Linked DNA regions of Drosophila melanogaster: region 1 is linked to region 2. Evidence: chromatin contacts called from public HiChIP or PLAC-seq data. All regions are on one chromosome and are shown on one strand. The core of a region is the stretch at or near the end of the contact, and the rest is flanking DNA. Distances in the headings are between cores, read along the strand shown. Region 1 holds the start of CG45080. Region 2 holds the start of pic (piccolo).

The links. HiChIP or PLAC-seq counts read pairs in DNA pulled down with a chosen protein or histone mark.
Region 1: a contact with region 2 is called in an H3K27ac HiChIP or PLAC-seq map of the Kc167 cell line, with 3 times the contacts expected there. The contact joins the promoter of CG45080 here to the promoter of pic in region 2. A contact is called at or near these places in 3 of 107 Hi-C or Micro-C datasets (the D17-c3 cell line and the S2 cell line) and 2 of 6 datasets of contacts at active chromatin or transcription factors (both in the Kc167 cell line).

Annotation. Positions count from the first base shown.
Region 1 is chr3R:13,316,469-13,321,712 of dm6, reverse strand. It overlaps CG45080, which reads left to right and starts at 2,443. Exons shown (of 1, transcript NM_001300383.1): 1 at 2,443-2,722. The coding sequence starts at 2,470. The coding sequence ends at 2,637.
Region 2 is chr3R:13,048,600-13,053,797 of dm6, reverse strand. It overlaps pic (piccolo), which reads right to left and starts at 1,553. Exons shown (of 7, transcript NM_142000.3): 1 at 1,329-1,553; 2 at 764-1,175; 3 at 1-561. The coding sequence starts at 1,389. CG7966 reads left to right here and starts at 2,345. Exons shown (of 6, transcript NM_141999.3): 1 at 2,345-2,404; 2 at 2,515-2,678; 3 at 2,874-3,343; 4 at 3,407-3,899; 5 at 3,962-4,087; 6 at 4,157-4,400. The coding sequence starts at 2,392. The coding sequence ends at 4,351. CG31157 reads right to left here. Exons shown (of 5, transcript NM_001275597.1): 3 at 5,153-5,198; 4 at 4,768-5,093; 5 at 4,504-4,717. The coding sequence ends at 4,624.

The DNA.
Region 1 (5,244 bases), core at 1,194-3,693, 270 kb before region 2:
CCCTCCCGCTTGTTGAAACTCCGGCTGATTTCCCTCAGCACCGTTCAGGAGACAGCCAATTCAATTAGCAACTAATGAAGTAATTTCGCCAGGTCACCAATTAATTTGGTTCATTCTTAAGCCATCGCAGTGCGCTTCAACAGGTTTTGTGGTCATAAAAGTTTGACTGCAGCAAATTGGGAAAATATTCCATACGACTGTCATTTTAGATGTCTAAAAGCGAGCGTAAACACTTAAACATGCGAATGTCAATCCTGTCTTCCCATTTTTCCCCCACCAGGATTTTATGGTGTTTCGTAGGATAGGCAATTATTTTTTATTGGCCGACCAGTATGTGAGTGCATATAAATGGTAATCACCAGCCGAAAAATTCATGCGGCCGTTTTAAATAATTGATTTTGTTATAAAAATTAGAAGAAATTAATTTAATAGCTTTAATAAATTAACAACACACCTTCTTGTTACTTAAACAAAGCCATGTATATAAATTTAAGAAAAGCTCAAGACGCGTTTAATTTAAAGTTGCTTTTATTTTGATTACAAATGGCTTGCTTCTCACCCATTCGCTGCTAAAAGAGAAAACTTAAACTTATTTCTTTCGGCCAACTATTCATACACTGGGCGAAACAACATAGAATGCTTTAATATTTATTGAACATTTATTATTTTCCTACTATTAAGCCATTTAAGAAAGTTTCATTATCTGTTTTCTTAAATTTATTAAAAAAAAAAACAACAAATATGAAAGTAATATCAAAACATAAATACATTTAAAACATTTTGGATTAGCTGAAAACACTTCGATTACAAAAATTACAATCCATTCCGGATATCCACCAATTATTTCTTCGAGTGCAGACCTCTGCGGCATGGGCAAACTTTATGGCACACAGGGGCATAGACAATGGCCAAATGAGATGGCTTGCATTGGTAACAGACTCCAGTCGGATGGCCAATTTGGACGCCTGCAGCTGTTACAGTTTCAGATCCAGAAGTTGGCCGTCTGCTTGATTCGACCCGATGTTCATTATCTCGTCTCAATTGGGCCTCGTACAATGCATTAATAGTTGGGCGGCCCAGACAAGTCAATTGTGGTGCGACCTTGGCGCGTGGCGGCTAAACGCTTCTTAAAGATTCCGGCAAACGGATATTTAACCTTAAATCGCCGCTGACCCGGGACATTTACGAGCGAAATCAAATCGAAACAGTCGCATATAAAGATAAATCGTTGCCATGGTGTCGGCAGAATATTGGGGCCCAAGTTGAATTTTCATTGCTGCTGCAAAATATTGTCATTTATTGTGCGAATGATAGCGATAATTTAGCGATGCCGAATTCGAATTTATGCAGTCCCATGGGCCACAGCCCAGGACATGTCGTCATCATTTTTTCCGTTTTTGCGTATTGGCCTCGGATCATTTGAGTGATTCTGATTGACTTTCGAGCGTCCTCCTAATCGGTTACACAGCGCTATCAATTCCACTCGTAAACAATTTCGGAGAGTGTCCTGTTTACGTCAGATCTTGTCAACAAAGGCCGTGTTTGATGTCCCTCATGCTGGCCACAGAGCATAAACACTTTTGGCCATATAAAATCCCAGCCAAACGGAATTAAACAAACACTAGCGCTCCGTTAGGTATTTCCGGTTCCGCTATTTCATTGGTCACACAGCCAGAAAGTATGCAATGAAATGTTTCCCTCGTGTGGGATAATAAACACATAAATATGGACAGAGTTTCTCCTCAAGGTCGAAATCTGGCAATCAACGGATTTAGTTACAATCGAAGCCAATCATGTGCGTGTGCCGAGAAACAAGCCATAAAAATTCACATAAAATATAATTGAAAGTCTTGTTAGTTCCTCTTTGAATAACTTTTCCAATGGTGTCTTATAGGCCTTTGACACTTAAAGAAAATATATTGTTATACTCGTTAATCGTATGCTGGATTCGTTGGAAAGTATGTAATCGGTAGAGGAAAGTGATTCCGACCCTATAAAGTGTACATAAACCCAGTAAAAATGGCCACTCTCAAACTTCTATGTTATGAAAACTATGGAAAACAATGTTAAAACTTTAAGACGAAAAACTATTTTACATTCGACTACACTAGAAAAATAATATACTCGTGTTTGCTTGTCGATTTCGCCAAAACAAATATTAGAAAATTATTGTATTCTAACTACCGACTTCAGCTGAAAGCGTGTGCAAATAAAGAGCTGCACGCGTGAGACATTTTAATTTGTTTAACAGCGGTATTTTGTTTGAATTCTACATGAAAGTAGTAGGGCAATGCAAATGCGTGCAATCTTGCGGCAAGTGTTTATGAACAATTGCCGTAGCATCTTAGCAAATTTGCTGGGTCTGTTTGCAACAATAGTGCCGCAGACTCGGAGTTCGTATAAATAGGGGATTTATCGGAGGAAAAGGTGGTTCTGGATCAAGCAGAGTAAAACTATCACAAAATCATCATGCAGTCTTCCACTTTCCTGATGGCCATCTTGGTGGTTTCCCTCCTGATGCTGATCAGCACTCCGGCAACTGAGGCCACCTTCTTCCTAATTGCCTGCATGTTGCGGTCACCTTTTTGCCCCTGGATTACCACCACAACCGCTTCCACCGCCTCTAACAACGATTAGAAATTTGGACTCTCCATTGCCGTAAACATATATATTGTATTTGGAAAATGAAAACAAATAAACCATTTTAGTCGCATTAGAGTACACCATCATGTTCAACCATTTTTCAAATTATGACGAAAAATATTACATATGTAGGTTTGCTAAAACTTGGAAAGGAACAACCATAACTATTCCTCGTCACCTATCCCTTCTTTTTCGGCATTCCACAGTCTTCGGGTGGAGACGTGTTTCTTTCAAGCTACGAATAGCAAGTTCTAAAAACTACAACAGTATAGTGAAAGTTAAACACAAAGTGTAAAGTGCAGTTTGCACAACTAACAATTATTGACTATAGTAATTATTTACTAAAATAAATAATTATTCCATATTGTTCTGGTAATTGTTATATGTGGACTTAGAACAATGAATCAAAACGACATACGTTCTCAGCGACAATGTGAACAAGACGAGCGCCGGCTCTCTTTACAACGCAACAATGCATACTTTTCTTTCGTCTCACCGCAAATCGGTGATCGAGCACCCTCACCTTCAACTAACTCGAAACTTTTGCCCTCAGAGAACGACAGACCGCGTTCTTGCTCTCCCTCTCTGCCTGCTTCGGCTCACAAGTCGTGGAGCGAAGAGACCGCCTCTCCTACCCCGCTCCTCACGCAGCGCCAAACGACCGTCCCGGGTAACTGTAACACTGCAATAACGAGTGCAGTGACCCCACTGGCAACTGCCACTGCTACCACAACATCAACTTCGTCAGCGGCCCAACTAATTATCGCTGTGCCAGCTGTAAATAATTCAGCAGCACTGACCGTTTGCAACAACAATAATGCACGTAAAGAAGAATCAAAACAAAAGCAGAAGTCGATTTCGACTGTGCAGACTGGCATGGATCGCTACATCCAAATCAAGAGAAAGCTCAGCCCTCAAAACAATAAGGCAGGTAATCAACCCAAAATCAATCGAACCAACAACGGCAATGAAAACTCTGCAGTAAATAATTCAAACCGATATGCTATCTTGGCTGATTCTGCGACCGAACAACCCAACGAAAAAACGGTAGGGGAACCAAAAAAGACCAGGCCTCCACCAATTTTCATACGAGAACAAAGTACAAATGCACTTGTAAATAAACTCGTTGCTTTGATTGGTGACAGCAAGTTCCACATTATCCCACTTAAAAAAGGAAATATTCATGAAATAAAACTACAGATCCAAACAGAAGCAGACCACCGTATAGTGACTAAATACCTAAATGATGCTGGTAAAAACTACTACACATACCAATTAAAAAGTTGCAAAGGGCTACAGGTAGTACTTAAGGGCATTGAAGCAACAGTGACACCAGCTGAGATAATTGAGGCTCTGAAGGCCAAAAACTTTTCTGCAAAGACAGCTATTAATATTTTAAACAAAGACAAAGTTCCGCAGCCACTATTCAAAATAGAACTCGAACCAGAGCTCCAGGCACTAAAGAAAAACGAAGTGCACCCAATATACAATTTACAGTACTTGCTACATCGGAGGATCACCGTGGAGGAGCCGCACAAACGTATCAATCCAGTTCAATGTACTAATTGCCAAGAATACGGCCACACCAAGGCATACTGCACCCTAAAGTCCGTATGTGTTGTCTGTAGCGAACCTCATACTACCGCAAACTGCCCCAAAAACAAGGACGATAAGTCTGTGAAGAAATGCAGTAACTGCGGGGAAAAACATACTGCAAACTACAGAGGCTGTGTGGTGTACAAAGAATTGAAGAGCCGCCTAAACAAACGTATTGCCACAGCACATACATACAACAAAGTCAATTTCTACTCTCCGCAACCGATTTTTCAACCACCCCTAACTGTCCCAAGCACTACTCCAACAATTTCTTTCGCTAGCGCCCTAAAATCCGGACTAGAAGTGCCCGCCCCACCGACAAGAACTGCTCATTCCGAACATACACCGACAAACATCCAACAAACACAACAAAGTGGCATCGAAGCTATGATGCTAACCCTACAGCAAAGCATGAAAGACTTCATGACGTTCATGCAAAATACTTTGCAAGAGCTCATGAAAAACCAAAATATCCTGATTCAACTTCTTGTATCTTCAAAATCCCCATAATGGCTTCCCTACGGATATCTCTGTGGAACGCAAATGGCGTTTCACGGCATACACAAGAGCTCACACAGTTCATTTACGAAAAAAACATCGACGTAATGCTACTATCAGAAACGCACCTCACAAATAAAAACAATTTTCATATACCAGGATACTTGTTCTATGGTACAAATCATCCAGATGGTAAAGCTCATGGAGGCACTGGAATACTCATCAGAAATCGCATAAAACACCACCACTTAAACAATTTTGACAAAAACTACTTACAATCTACGTCCATAGCCTTACAACTCAACAATGGTTCAACGACTCTAGCCGCAGTCTACTGCCCACCGCGCTTTCCAATCTCTGAGGATCAATTCATGGAATTCTTTAACACACTAGGTGACAGGTTCATCGCAGCGGGTGACTATAACGCCAAGCACACCCATTGGGGATCTCGACTTGTGACGCCAAAGGGTAAGCAATTGTACAATGCGCTTACGAAGCCAGAAAACA
Region 2 (5,198 bases), core at 304-2,803:
ACATATGACCCGTCGATGGCCTCCGAATTCAAGCGCACCAACTGCGAGTCTCCATGACGTGCTCCAATGTAAAGGAAACCATTGTCTAGGTATGTAATGCACTCTGGTATAGAGATCTCGCCTAGTTGCTCCACTTTTATGTCCTTCACAGTCACTCCCTTGCTAGTTTCGGCGGTCCCAAGGAACAGCATATACAGCTGACCATCCATGTTACCCAGCAGATAGCGCAATCCATTGCTACTCACACGGGCGTAACAGTTGATGGTGCTTTGGCGAAAAGTGAGCGGCGCCACAGCGTGATAGTTGCTTCCGTCATGGTATACAATCGATTCCCGACCAATGACGATAACACCACCGATGGGCGACGGCACCGGGATCAGCATTGTGGCCTCTGTTTCCACGTTGTCCTGCTTCCATGCGATTTTCATAAACTCCTTATCCCGCAGATTAATCTCGTGCGACTTTACGTGCCGGCCATCGCTGTCCTTGTGGATCACGATAACTGTGGGATTCAAGCAGCCGTGCAGAAACTCAACATCGTACACGTTTAGCTCATCCATTCTGAAGGGTGAAGGGATACATTATTTTGGAGCTTAATACAGCTTCAATCATAAAACATTTACTAGTTACTTACTAGTAACTAGTAGTGAATGAAAAAATGAAAATGATTCATTAAAAATACAAAACAGGGTAAAACATGATAAGGCGCCGATGTCATGCTCACACGTATTTGTCAAACTACTATAGAATTCACCGGAATTACCTAAGATTTGTGGCTTTCAGCTCGCTAGCATCCTTGTCCATCGGAATGATGGTGAACAGCCCCTGGTAAAGGCACATTCCGATGACCCTAGCCTTGGGATCGATGGCCGCAATAACTCCTCCTTCGGAGGGGATGCCCACCGAGTCGGAAACATTACCATTGGCCTTGGTCACCACCGTGATGACGTCGTTGACCATACGGGCCTCGAGGATCATGACGTTGTAACGACGCGTCAGTATGAAGAGCAAATCCTTGTTGCTGTCGGGCGGTCGGAAGTGGCGCATCACGGCAATGGTGCCATTTATGTTGATCTCTTTTAGGGGGCGCAGTCCCTCCGGCGTGACCAGATCGATTTCCACCTGATTGTTCCGGGCAATGATCAAATTGAGATCCGTGGGCGAGGTGAAGTTGCCTGAGGAGCATACCAAAGAAGCCGGTGCTAAGCAAACAAATCTGTTTCATGGGCTTGTGTAATCCGGCGACCGGCAAACATGCTTGTTTTCTGTTTTCGCCGGGGGAGACCGCATAGGGAGCCCCTCTCTTTCACACGCTCTCTTGTTCTTACCTGTTAGGCAGGCAACAACGGCCGTCGGCTTTTGCGCCGTCACCACGTAGTGATGCGACATGACTGCACACTGTCCAGGATCAGGTTATCCTTAATTCGATAGAGCTCTTCAACTTTGGACTAGTCAGCCGCCACGAGGATAAAAATCGTTTTCGCTGACTTTTAACGCGCTAAAATGTTTCCTGACACGTAGTGTGACCGTTCAACTGTTAAGAACTAATACTGTCCGGCTCAGGAAAATATACTTTTTATTTTGGAAGGTATTCCATTTATGTTCAATATAAATTATGTTGCAGAGAGCGCGTGGATTTTATAAGCTTGTTTTGATTCTTGTACAAGCAAATGACACATTTAAGATTTCCATAAAAGTCTAGAAGATCATTTACAGTCATCGCATAAGCCAGAAAAAAACGAATATCGATATGTGTTGTGTTGCCCCAACTCTCTCTTTTGGCAAGAAAAATCGATTTCGTTTCTTTGCAGCTCTGGGACGCCTTCAAATTGCGGTTAAACTGAAACTGTTTGAAAATAGCTTTTGTAATAAGTGCCTTTAATACCACTATTACCCACACTTTACTTAAATTTCTAAAGCAATCATTGTTATTACATGACAGATTGTTCAGATATTCCCCTACAAGTTATTTACTTGTTTACTTATTTTCTTGTATTGAATACGTATAATTAAATATAATATACTAATTAAAAATAAATAACGAAGACAAGAGAAAATGTCTAAAATAGAAATGAGCTTAATTTAAGTAAATAAATTATATAGCCTTATCTCTAGGGGCGTTGTTTGTTTTGGTTTTTTATTATTATACATATGTTCCTCATGTTCAATAAGTCCACGAAAACGAGCTAAACCTAATCTATACACATTACTGACCTGACCTTACCTGTATTAGTGATAAGAAAGCCGGCCGAACCGGTTCTCTTTAGTAAATGCTTTAAGAGAGTATAAAGATAAGTATCTCCGAGAGAGCCCCAATATATAAAGCTCCCGCTCAACATCGTTTGATATTCAGTTTGCCGCTGTTCTTCGACCCACAACAACCGCCAAGCAATGTCCAATAAAAGTAAGAAAAACAAGAGACGTATATGTACACATTGTACTGCAAACACATGCCCTGAATCTTTGATAAAGACAATCCCGAGCAATTTTGATAATTGAATTGTTATTCCCAAGCCTGTTGCCGAGGACCGGGTTACGCAACCCCCCTGGACGCCATGAGGAGTGGTCCCCGGGAGAAGCTCCTCTACACGGTCACCGTTCAGCCCAACTTGGATGAGCCGCACGGCGATTATCTGTCCACAGTCGACGTGGATCCCGAGAGCCCCACCTACTGTCAGGTAAATAAATCAGGTATCTACACTATTCGATCATTTATCTTGCGGGACAAACAATACTATGTACTTAATAATTAGCTCAATTGGATTTTATATCAATGGATTTATAGCAATCACTTTCGAATATATGTATATTTCCAATTCGGATATTTGTATTACAGATTCCATATTTACATCATTATTAACATCATTTTGCAGATAGTGCACCGTACGTTTACAAATCGCAAGGGTGATGAACTGCATCATTCTGGCTGGAACGCCTGCTCCAGTTGTTACTATGTCGACGAGAGCTCTAAGACGGTGCCAAAAAGAGATAGGCTGGTATTACCGTCCCTAAATTCCGACTTTATATACATACTCGATGTGGTTACGGATCCGCGAAAGCCCGAGATTGTCAAGACCATTGATGGTGATGTCTTGAAGAGCCACAATGTGACGGCTCCGCATACCACACACTGTTTGGCCAATGGGAACATCATGATATCCGTGATGGGCGATGCAGAGGGATATGCCAAGGGTGACTTTATCCTCTTCGATTCGGACTTCAATTGCATCGGTACTTGGACCAAGGGCGATAAGAAGGCATTGTGCGGATACGATTTCTGGTATCAGCCATATTTCGATGTCATGGTTTCTTCGGAATGGGGAGCTCCCAATAAATGGCGACGGTTAGTCTCGATATAACCACTAAATACATAGTTTATCATAATATTTGTCAACCTTTTTTTCAGAGGCTGGAAGAATGTTGACCTGGAGGATATGTCTCAGTACGGCTGTCGTCTCAACTTCTACAAATGGTCCACGCAGACTCTCTACCAGACCATCGACCTGGGATCGGATGGCATAACGCCCCTGGAGATTCGATTTCTGCACAATCCTAAGAAGGCAGAGGGATTCGTGGGATGTGCCCTCAATGCCAAGGTGTTCCACTTTAAGAAGAAATCAGATTCCGATGAATTTGAAGCCAAGAAGGTAATAGACATACCCGGCAAACTGGTCGATACCGGCAGTGGAGTAGCTGAAGATATGGGTGGCATGATTTCGGACATTATCATCTCTTTGGACGACCGATTTCTATATGTCAACTGTTGGCGACATGGCGATGTGAGACAATATGATATCACCGATCCCGAGAATCCGAAGCTGACTGGTCAGCTTTTCCTTGGCGGTGCGATATGCAGTGATTTGCCAAATGTGATTGTTAAGGAGGATAAAGAACTGAAGGTACACAGATGCGATATTGCTATATAACTCGTACTATAACCAGGCCTTTTCTTCATTTTCAGGAGAGACCTCCAGCTCGTTACGTGAAGGGACGTCGCTTGGAAGGAGGTCCCCAAATGCTGCAGCTATCCCTCGATGGCAAGCGCTTGTATGTCTCCTCATCTCTGTATTCGCCATGGGATAAGCAGGTAAGATCTTAACCAGGATCACTCTATATATATATTTTTTTAAATATAATTAACTCCCAATCTCTTTAGTTCTATCCAAAAATGGTTTCGCAGGGCGGTCATATTGTCCTGATTGATGTGGACACTGTGAATGGAGGAATTTCCCTCAATGAGGACTTTTTGGTGGACTTCGCCAATGAACCCTATGGTCCTAGTTTGCCCCACGAAATGCGTTATCCTGGCGGTGATTGCACATCGGACATTTGGCTGGCTAATGATGCGTAATCTTGATTCCAATTTTGTAAAGATTTAATAAACTCATTCTTTTAAAGGTATACATTATTATTTTGGAGACATCTCCATTCTCTACTCCATCACTAGTCACGGATATCGCCATTAGCTGATAAGTTTGCCATATTCAAAACACGTTTCTGATTGGCTAAAAATAATTTATGCGCATTGTTTAAAACGTTATATGGTTGGCAAATGATTTCATGATTAACGGTCACATATAATTTCATTCTGAAAATGTTTATGATTTTTATATATCAATATAATTAAAACAAAAAGGAAGTTTTAGGTGTCCTATCCACAGCTTGTAGTATCGCATTGACACTGGGAAGACCTATCAGATTCAACAATCGTTGGCCACTGCAATTAAATAATTAATAATTATATATATTAACATAAGGCTTACTAACTTGTTATCACACGTGCAGTCTATGAAACTCCGGGCCATCTCATTGAGATGCCTTTGGTGGTAGAAGAAAATGTGCACCAGGTATGCCAGACTACAGGGTATCAGCAGTCTAGCCCAGGGAATCTTTCGCACTGCAGATAGAACCGAATCCTTTTCATCTTTAGTATTGCACACCTGGCTCCAAATCACCTGGATGGCAGTTACAATTGCAAAACACATGAATGTGAGACGATTTGATAGAAGAGCAAACGACGAACCGCTTATAAAGGAAGCCAGAGCATTGGCTTGATTTACATTCAATCTTTTCAATAAAAGTAATTGAACCACCTAAAAAATATTGTATATTTAGCTAGAAAGTTACACTTTGTACTTTTGCAACAACTAACCTTAAACAATCCTATGTAGCCCGCCAAGAAACTTGTCATCTTGGGT